Linked DNA regions of Mus musculus: all the other regions are linked to region 2. A link is a contact called in public HiChIP or PLAC-seq data. All regions are on one chromosome and are shown on one strand. The core of a region is the stretch at or near the end of the contact, and the rest is flanking DNA. Distances in the headings are between cores, read along the strand shown.

Evidence for each region. HiChIP or PLAC-seq counts read pairs in DNA pulled down with a chosen protein or histone mark.
Region 1: a contact with region 2 is called in an HNF4G HiChIP or PLAC-seq map of pancreatic cancer cells. The contact joins two enhancer-like sites. A contact is called at or near these places in 11 of 484 Hi-C or Micro-C datasets (bone marrow-derived macrophages, brain, brown adipocytes and 7 more), 14 of 115 datasets of contacts at active chromatin or transcription factors (the NIH/3T3 cell line, bone marrow-derived macrophages, cardiomyocytes and 10 more) and 1 of 9 other capture datasets (embryonic stem cells).
Region 3: a FOXA1 HiChIP or PLAC-seq map of pancreatic cancer cells shows a contact between it and region 2. The contact joins two enhancer-like sites. A contact is called at or near these places in 2 of 15 datasets of contacts at CTCF or cohesin (both in the NIH/3T3 cell line), 51 of 484 Hi-C or Micro-C datasets (the AtT-20 cell line, the C2C12 cell line, the HL-1 cell line and 31 more), 30 of 115 datasets of contacts at active chromatin or transcription factors (the NIH/3T3 cell line, bone marrow-derived macrophages, cardiomyocytes and 18 more) and 1 of 9 other capture datasets (embryonic stem cells).

What each region holds. Positions count from the first base shown.
Region 1 is chr3:65,843,222-65,845,948 of GRCm38.p6, reverse strand. No RefSeq gene overlaps it. Among named protein-coding and RNA genes, the nearest start is that of Gm25755, 73 kb to the right of the region's middle. Within about 2 kb of position 1,443, at least 65 of the 459 cell types and tissues checked have an H3K27ac peak or open chromatin away from gene starts, as enhancers often do. A contact at or near this core is called in the NIH/3T3 cell line and pancreatic cancer cells, where this site is marked.
Region 2 is chr3:65,641,739-65,644,438 of GRCm38.p6, reverse strand. No RefSeq gene overlaps it. Among named protein-coding and RNA genes, the nearest start is that of Mir8120, 16 kb to the left of the region's middle. Within about 2 kb of position 1,313, at least 17 of the 459 cell types and tissues checked have an H3K27ac peak or open chromatin away from gene starts, as enhancers often do. A contact at or near this core is called in the C2C12 cell line, the HL-1 cell line, the NIH/3T3 cell line and 1 more, where this site is marked.
Region 3 is chr3:65,862,005-65,864,747 of GRCm38.p6, reverse strand. No RefSeq gene overlaps it. Among named protein-coding and RNA genes, the nearest start is that of Gm35039, 65 kb to the left of the region's middle. Within about 2 kb of position 1,272, at least 111 of the 459 cell types and tissues checked have an H3K27ac peak or open chromatin away from gene starts, as enhancers often do. A contact at or near this core is called in the C2C12 cell line, the HL-1 cell line, the NIH/3T3 cell line and 1 more, where this site is marked.

The DNA.
Region 1 (2,727 bases), core at 194-2,693, 200 kb before region 2:
TCAAATCTCATGTATTGACAGTTGAAACTGGAGCTGTTACATAAAGCATCACTCAATGTCTTTCAGAGACTCTTTCTCAACACATCATTCACATGCTAGAACACAGAGAGGCCTTTAGATCCATGGGGAAAGTTGAGTAAAGGGTCCAGGATTTGTGTGGAACACATTATGTCAAGACATGAGAATGACAGTCATGGCTGCTGACAGAGAAAGCTTGCTTGCCCAACAGTGACCCAGTATGGCTGCACCCTCATGGACCAGCTGGCAGTACAGACAGATTTGGGGAGACAGCTGGGGACTACTCATGAGAAAGTCAAAGATTTGCAACAACAAGGAGGTTGTTGTTCTTACATGTGTCTCTCTAACCCTAGGTAAGGTACCTTGCTTCAGGAGGCGAAGTGGGACTCTGTAGGTTGGTTTAGTCAGACAGGAGCTATCATCACATGGGCAAGAACGCCAAGAATGCCAGTCTCTGCTCTGACACGCAGACCCTGTTGGAAGAAGTACTTCCCGTGTTGGCTTTGTTCTTCTAAACACAAGTCCACAAAACAGGCTTCAGAGGAGACTTGGAACCTGGCCAGAAGCCACTTCAGGCAAGTCACAGACAGCGGTGAGTCCCACTCACCAGCCCTTGTTTTTCCCATGGGTCACAATACAATGACCTCACAGAACAGTTGGAAGAATGAGTTTAAACAGGGGTCATTAGGTTGGAGTTACTGTCTGAACAGGCTTCAAGAGGGTCTGCGAAGCCTGGCATTTTCATGAAGCACTTGTACATATTTACATGTGTCCTCTTGAGGAGGGCCTAGGCCCTGCCTTCTACTGCAATTTCAAAGAACGTTGGCACTTTCACAAGGTTAAGAATCACTGCTTGGGAACCGTGTGGATGTGTGACTGCAAGCATCCAGTTAAACTATGGCCAGCAAGAACTTTGGAAGTCAAAGGAACACAGAGGAGCATTTGCTGCGTGAGACTCACAGGGGAAAAAAAAGTAGAAAATGTGACTTTTGACCCTCTGTAGCAAACAGCACCTTTTGGACATGACCTTAAATGAAGTCAGTGGTTGAAACTGAGAGGATAAACAGCATATCTGACTGGTCAGAAGACGTTAAAAGCCTTGTAAATGCAGGTGGTAGAAGCAGACTGTTGGCTGCAGTGGTCGGAAGGTGTGTGCAGTGTGTGGGAAAGATGTTCAAAGGGAGGGAAGGATGGACAGGGGCAAGAACTTTCCTGCTTGGTCTACACCCCCACCCCACCCCCGAGGATGCTGGAGGAAGCTGAGCTCAGGAGCAGACCTTCAGTCATGGTCCATCCCGAATGTAGTTTCACATGTGCATGAACTGTTTTTGGTTCTTTAGCCTCTGCGCCACAGGCGAGGCTGAGGGGCTTGTGACTCACTGTGGGTAGAAAGGGATGACTTCCAGTGACTAACGTCTTTAGGCAGGAGGCTCTTCATTCTTGCTGTGAGACTCATAGGGCCTCTCCCACTTCCATCGCCGAAGTCCTCCAGGCGGGCCTCCTGCGACCACACCCCAAAATCTACTTACAGAAGACTAAGCAAAGCAGTTGGAAAGCAAGAAACAAATTTTGGAGAAAAAATGAGTCCATTGGAAGAGAACTTTGCTGACGCCTTTATATGTCTCTGATGATATGGGTGGGGCCGCTGTAATCCTTGCTGTGGAGATGACTCCCTGAGCTCTGCCTGGAGTTTGGCTCCACTGACTGATAAGGCTACCGGTCCCTGGATGGATCAAGGACATTTAAATAAATGCTGTCTCTTCAGAGATAATTTCTTAAGTTTGTGATTCCTAAATTTTATAGAGATACATAATGTCCATGCTGAAGGAAGGCATAGAGGAAATATTCTGGTCCTGTATCCGGCCTCTGATACTTCAAGCACATGTATCCTGCAACATCTTCCCTTTGCTGTCAGCTGGTCTTCTCATATCATCTGTCAAATCAGCCTTCTCCACCACCCTCCTATCCTTCACTTCCACCACACCTAGGGAGAACCATTATGGGGTCTAATTCATTGTATCACCAATGCATGCTGTACAGGAATCAATCAACTCCTGTTTCTACTTAACACACCACATCTATATGATCAGCGACCTCCCTGTATGAAGCATACTGATGTTAAACAACTCTTGATGTAAAATCCTTTCTGAACAGTATTTGTGCTGCAGCTGGTAAGAATTTCTTTTCAGTCTGCGAGAAGCTTCATCCACACTCAGCACTATAAAGCCCTCATGCTTTTTATCTTTCTTGAATTGTCCATAGGTATAGGGATACAGTTCACCAACAGTCCCTGCTAAAGTCAAATATCCTCTCTGATGCTATCTTTCACAAGACAACAATCCATTTACAGGAGAGAAAAACAACTCCCAGGACCAGAGATCCTCCAGCTAGAGAGAACAGACCCAACTTTTGCTTTCTTCATTAGTTTTAGTATGCTTTTTTCCCCTCTGCTGCTTCACTTCAGAAAAGACAGATAATCACCACCTTTATGAGTCAGAATCATAGCTCAGCACCTGCTAGGAAATTGAAAAATATTTCCCCATGTCACATTACAGAGTGACACTCATTGTCTTCACACGGCTGCTGGCATTCACGAGTTTGCCAAAGTGACTGCACTGGAGGCTCTGAAAGCCAGAGCGATAATGAAAAACAATGACTGAAGACATTGCCAAATGCCAGCACATAAAGATAGTAACATGAACTTGATAA
Region 2 (2,700 bases), core at 64-2,563:
CAGAGATTATAATGCCTCTGCCTCTTGAGTGCTGAGACTAAAGGTGTGAACCACAATACCTGTCCTCTTTTGGTGTCTTGTTTGTTAGTTTGGTTTTGGTTTTGAGGCAAAGTCTCTCTATGTAGTCCCTGGCTAGCCTGAAATTCCCTATGTGGCCACAAACTCACAAAGAACTACCTATCTCTGTCTCCTGAGTGTTGGGATTAAAAGCTGTGCCATCATGCCTGGCGTTGTTTATGTTTAAATTTCTTCGTTTTATCTTTAAAATAGTTATTCTCTGACAATTTTACATCTGCATGCAATGCAGTCTCACTACTCTCTCCTCAGGACCTTTAGTCTCCCTCCCATCTCAACCCCCCCCCCCCCTACAAATCCATTTCCCATATTCATGTCTGTTCATTTGGCTTGTGACTCACTGAGTTTATCCAAGAGCATTTGTGTGACTGTGAGTGTTATTACTGTGGTTTGAATGAGAAATGTCCCCCCCAAAGGGTCAGGCATTTGAACACTTGATCTCTAGTGACTGATGCTCTTTGAGAAAGTTTAGCTTGGCTGTGCTGAAGGAAGTACACCACTGGGGGTGGCTCTGAAAACATATAGCTTTGCCTCCCTTCTAGTTTGCTCTGTTTGCTGCCATGCCCCACCCCACAGTGATGGACACTGAGTCAACTCTAAGCCAAAATAAACTTTCTCTTCTACAAGTTGCCTTGGCTATGACATTTTTATCATGGCGATAGAATAATAACTAATACAGGCTAAGGGACTATTCTCTGGTAGCTGATGAGTTCACCCGTGAGTACACAACTGAAGACAATGATCATCTCTCAGTCAGCATCCATCTGTTGTACAACCAATCTAAGCTTATCCCCGGCTACCTTACACAAACAGACTCAGACTATACTTACTTTATTAGGTCTGACAATTACTTAGGGGTAACCCCTAATCTACTCTTCTCACTGCTGGCCTGGCTCCTCCCTAGCAGTGTACCCCAGATACTTGCTGTTTCTCCTGGCCATGTGCCCTTTGTCCATCTCTCCTCATGGCGGCTTCCTCCTCTCCTCTTGCTCTTCCTCCTCCTTCTCCTCCTCCTGGTCTCTTCTCCAACCAGGTCACTCCTAACCCACCTACCTCCAATCCCTCCAGTAATTGGCTATAGCTAATTCTATTTAACCAATAGTTTTAAATCAAGGAACAAGGTTTACACAACAAAAGCTTGTAAGCATGAGAAGTCATCAATTGGCAAGAGTTCCCAGGGGAAGGGCAGGACCATGTGCACCCTTCCCTACCCCTGACTAACTATTGCTGCATTCAATCTAGGGCACGCCCAGTACAGAAAATTGCAGCTGTTGAGAGTCGGTAGTTACAATGGCTATGCCATGCCCTGAAGATAGTGTTTCACACCATTCATCCTTATCATCCATCTCATTACATTTTAAAATGAAGTTTTAACACATAATTCTCAGGCTATCAAGGCAAAGGGAGGGAGGAAGGGAGGGACAGAGAGGTGTATCAGAAAGCATGATACCTTCTGCTCAGCAGTGGATTCAAATGAAATCTTCCATTGAATAGCACATATACATATATTTGTTGGGGAAATGAGTTCTCAAAAGCACATTTTATTATCAACAAAGACAATTGTAAAGCTTATATTACCTTTGCTCAAGTAAGAGTGACAACAGCCCTCCCATGGAGGACTTGCAAATGGATTGGTTGCCTTCTCCATCACAGCCTCTATCCTTGAGGGTTCACAGTCACACAGCATTTCCTGGAAAAGCCTTTTGTAACTGATGGGCTATCGTTCGAGCAAATTAGAAATTTTAAGACGCCAGGTGTAGTGGTAAAAACCTTTAATCCCAGAACTTTGGAGGCAGAAGTAGGTGGAGCTCTGTGAGTTCGAGGCTAGCCTGATCTACATAGTGAGTTCCAGGACAACTAGGGCTACATAGGAAGACCCTGCCCAAAAACAAGACAAAAACAAACAAACAAACAAACAAACAAACACACAAAACAAACAATTAAAAAAAGCAACAAAAAAAAATTAAGACAAAGTATTTTGTATGTGATACTATGGTGACAGAGCTCTCTACCATCAGAAGGCCCTTAAGCCAGAAGCACCTATAGGGTATTTGTGGAGAGTAACAGGAACATGGAAAAACAAATTGCTTTTTAAAATCTGGACAGTTTAATTGTAAGAAGTATCACACACACACACACACACACACACACACACACACACACCTTCATACATACAGCAGAAGGGTTTTATAAAAGTGGCCTCTTCATACAGAAACTGATCCAGGTGTGATGTGGTACGCACACTTGGAATCCCAGCATTCCAGAAGCTGACACTGGAAGATATCAGGTTCAAGGCTGCCCAGGCTACACAGTGAGACTTTGTCAAATAAAAACCAACAAACCCACCAAAGAACAATAAACAAACTCTTGTAAATAATGATTATGCAACTCTCATTCAAGATAATTTTGCAAGAAATATGTTCTTTTGATTTAAAAAATATTCTTCACGATTGAGAATTTATACATATATATGATGATGTTTATGTGTTTACACATATCCCCATTTCCCTATCTAACTCCTCCCATATCTCCCTAACACATTCCCCTCCTAACTTCATGCCTCCTCATTTTTTTTTCTTTTTAATAATACACTTTGCTGGTTGGTGCTGCCCGTATGTGCAAGGG
Region 3 (2,743 bases), core at 23-2,522, 220 kb before region 2:
CCCAGGAAACAGGCCATCTTGTCCGGGCTCTGTGCAGGCATCCTCCTGCATTGGATGTCTCACTATCAAGCTAGCACTGACTCCACCCTCTCTGCATTAATTCTTGTCATGAGCCAGAAGCCTCGAATATCAATCTTGTTTTTCTTCTTCCAGCATTTCCGATACCAATAATAACACCATTACCCTTAAGTATGAGTCTGTATACCCGACACAGAGTGCTTTGGGGTCATTGAAATGCTCATCCGTCCTTTCTAGGTCTTTCATATCTGGGAATCAGCAATGCAGAAAATGGGATTCAAGAAGAAAACAAAAACCAAAGTGAGGCTTGAAATGAGCGAAGCAGTGCGGAGGGCTGGCACGAGCCGACTGCCACCAGAGCAGGGAGAGCATGCAGGTCGGCTAAGGGAGCGCACCGCGAAACTGGCCAGCCCCTTAGCAACATCCGCATAGCTGACACAGAACACTCTGACTTGGGGAGGGATGAAAATACCGGGTGACATCAGAGGCTCCGAGCACAGCCAGGGCATTCTAGAGGTGTGTGGTGTCAGGACGGCCTGTGCTGGCCTCATTTATCTACCTGAGTCATTTGAACAAAGCACTCGCTGGCTTAGCTTTGTTGTGACTAGAATTTGGAACCAATCCCCTGGCTCTGCCCCCATGGGTTTTGCTACTGCAGCGCAGCGTGGGTATGTAGGAACACAGACCGAATCCTGTGGCAATCAAGGATAGACTGTTCCTTCTCTGGGCCACAGGCTTCCCTAGGAAGGAGCCTTGGCCAAGTGTTTGTGTGTCTCCAGAACCAAGTGTCTGGCAACCAGCAGGTTTCTCGTGAATAAATGACAAATCCCAGAGACACATTCTGGGAAACGCAGGGCTTTTGTGGTGGCAGCATGCTCAACAGCACAGCACTGTGCTGTGGGACTCTTTAGTTTGTGGGACTCTAAGAATAATTTTCACGTCCTGGGAAAAGTGTCTGGCGCTGATTGCACATGCGAAAGTGTCGTGACGTGGGGATTAGGGTTGTCACAGGCAGACTGAAGGCCTTAGAAAAAGCACACCAAAATGGAGGTATTCATTCTAGGGAGGCTGCAGAATACTCAATGAGCTGGCGTTCTTCTCCTCCGAGTGAAGAAGAGGCCATGCTTGAAAACGGGGCTGTAGAAGGAAGGTCTCAAGAAGCCTTACTTCAGATTCCGTTCAGACACCCTCAGCGAACTCCCACATATTCCTCACCTTTCCACTAGGGGGCAGACAGAGGACGGAGAACATCCCAGGCAGGAGGCCGGTCCCTCACAAGGCAATCAGCCTCACACCAACACACTAGGCTGTTTGTGCTATGCAAAAGGCGAGGCTAAGCCTCTCTCTTCCGGCCTGTCACAGTCTCATTGATACTGCATGGTTTGCCTGTGACATCAGACACCGAAAAGTATGACAACCAAACTGTACGGTTCAAGGTGAATGTCAATAAATAGAATAAAAGGGGAGGAGGGGGGGAAGGAAGAAAAAAAAAGAAAGATCCCTGATGTTTTTCTTACCACACATGGTTTGGGGGGATCCTTCATTATCCAGAGTATTCATGATGTATCTGAATTCAGTGACTTCTCACAATGAGAAGATAACTGGAAAACTGCATACGACCTCTCTCTTGACCTCTTTCTATTTACAACAGCAACGTGGTTTCTATCCAAGTCACTGTTTCCTTCTGAGAGCCCATTCCACAGGCCTCTGTGTATCAACACACAGAAGGAAATATTCCAAGGGATATATTTTTTTTAATAACTCCCACATGCCTTAAAAAGTCATTTCCTCCTAAGACATTCAGGGCAATCGGGGCCCCTTAATTGGCTTAATTTTTATTCTTAATCCTCAAGGGTCGAGGAAAAAACAACACGACTATCTTCCTGTTCCTATTACCCTTTCATAAACTGTTGAGCACACAGGCTTGCCTCTAAAAGAAACCACAGTGAGCCTAAAGGAATAAGCATTTGTCAGGCCAGACCCCAGACTGGAAGATCACTGCAGGTGTGAGTCACTCATGGGAACTCTGAGGGTCTGAAAGCCACTCTCCCACTTGCAGAGGTGAGGGCGGCGTTGGCTTAGAACTGGCTCCGTGTTTGCTAGCATTAATAGAAATGTCTGTCAAAACAACGTTTTGTGACTTTTAATGAATTGCATCTTTAATTGTGCTGAGAAAAAAGTAAGCAAATGACGTGAGTGAGCTTACTTACAAGGGAAGGGTCAGCCTGTGTCTAGAACGTGGGTTTCCTGTGGAACGAGAATTCTTGTGCAAATCACTTCAAGCCATCCCTGATTTTTTTTTTTTTTTGAATGCTCTCCCTGATTTCACGCTGATAGCATCACAGCTCAGAAGATCCTATGAAGACAGCCTGACATCAAGCTGCTTTCTTGGTTGGCAAAATGATCTTAAGAATTACCTAAAAATGTGCTGTTTCTAAATGATTTGTTCATCTAAAGTCATTTGATTTTCAATTAAAATAAAATAAACAGGCTTGGCTATATTTGGACACAGATGTTGCTGTGGCTTCCAGATTCCTTTGTTTAAAGGTGACAAGATGCGTGGAGAAGACATTCATCTGATTGGGTATTCAGGCTTACAAAGAAAGTAATTACAGGGCCAGAGAGAGGACTCACCCCCCCCCCCCCTTCATCTAAATTCCCTTCCACATATCAACATAGTTTGACCTTGATGGTTTTAAATGTAAAAGACACTGATGTAATTCAA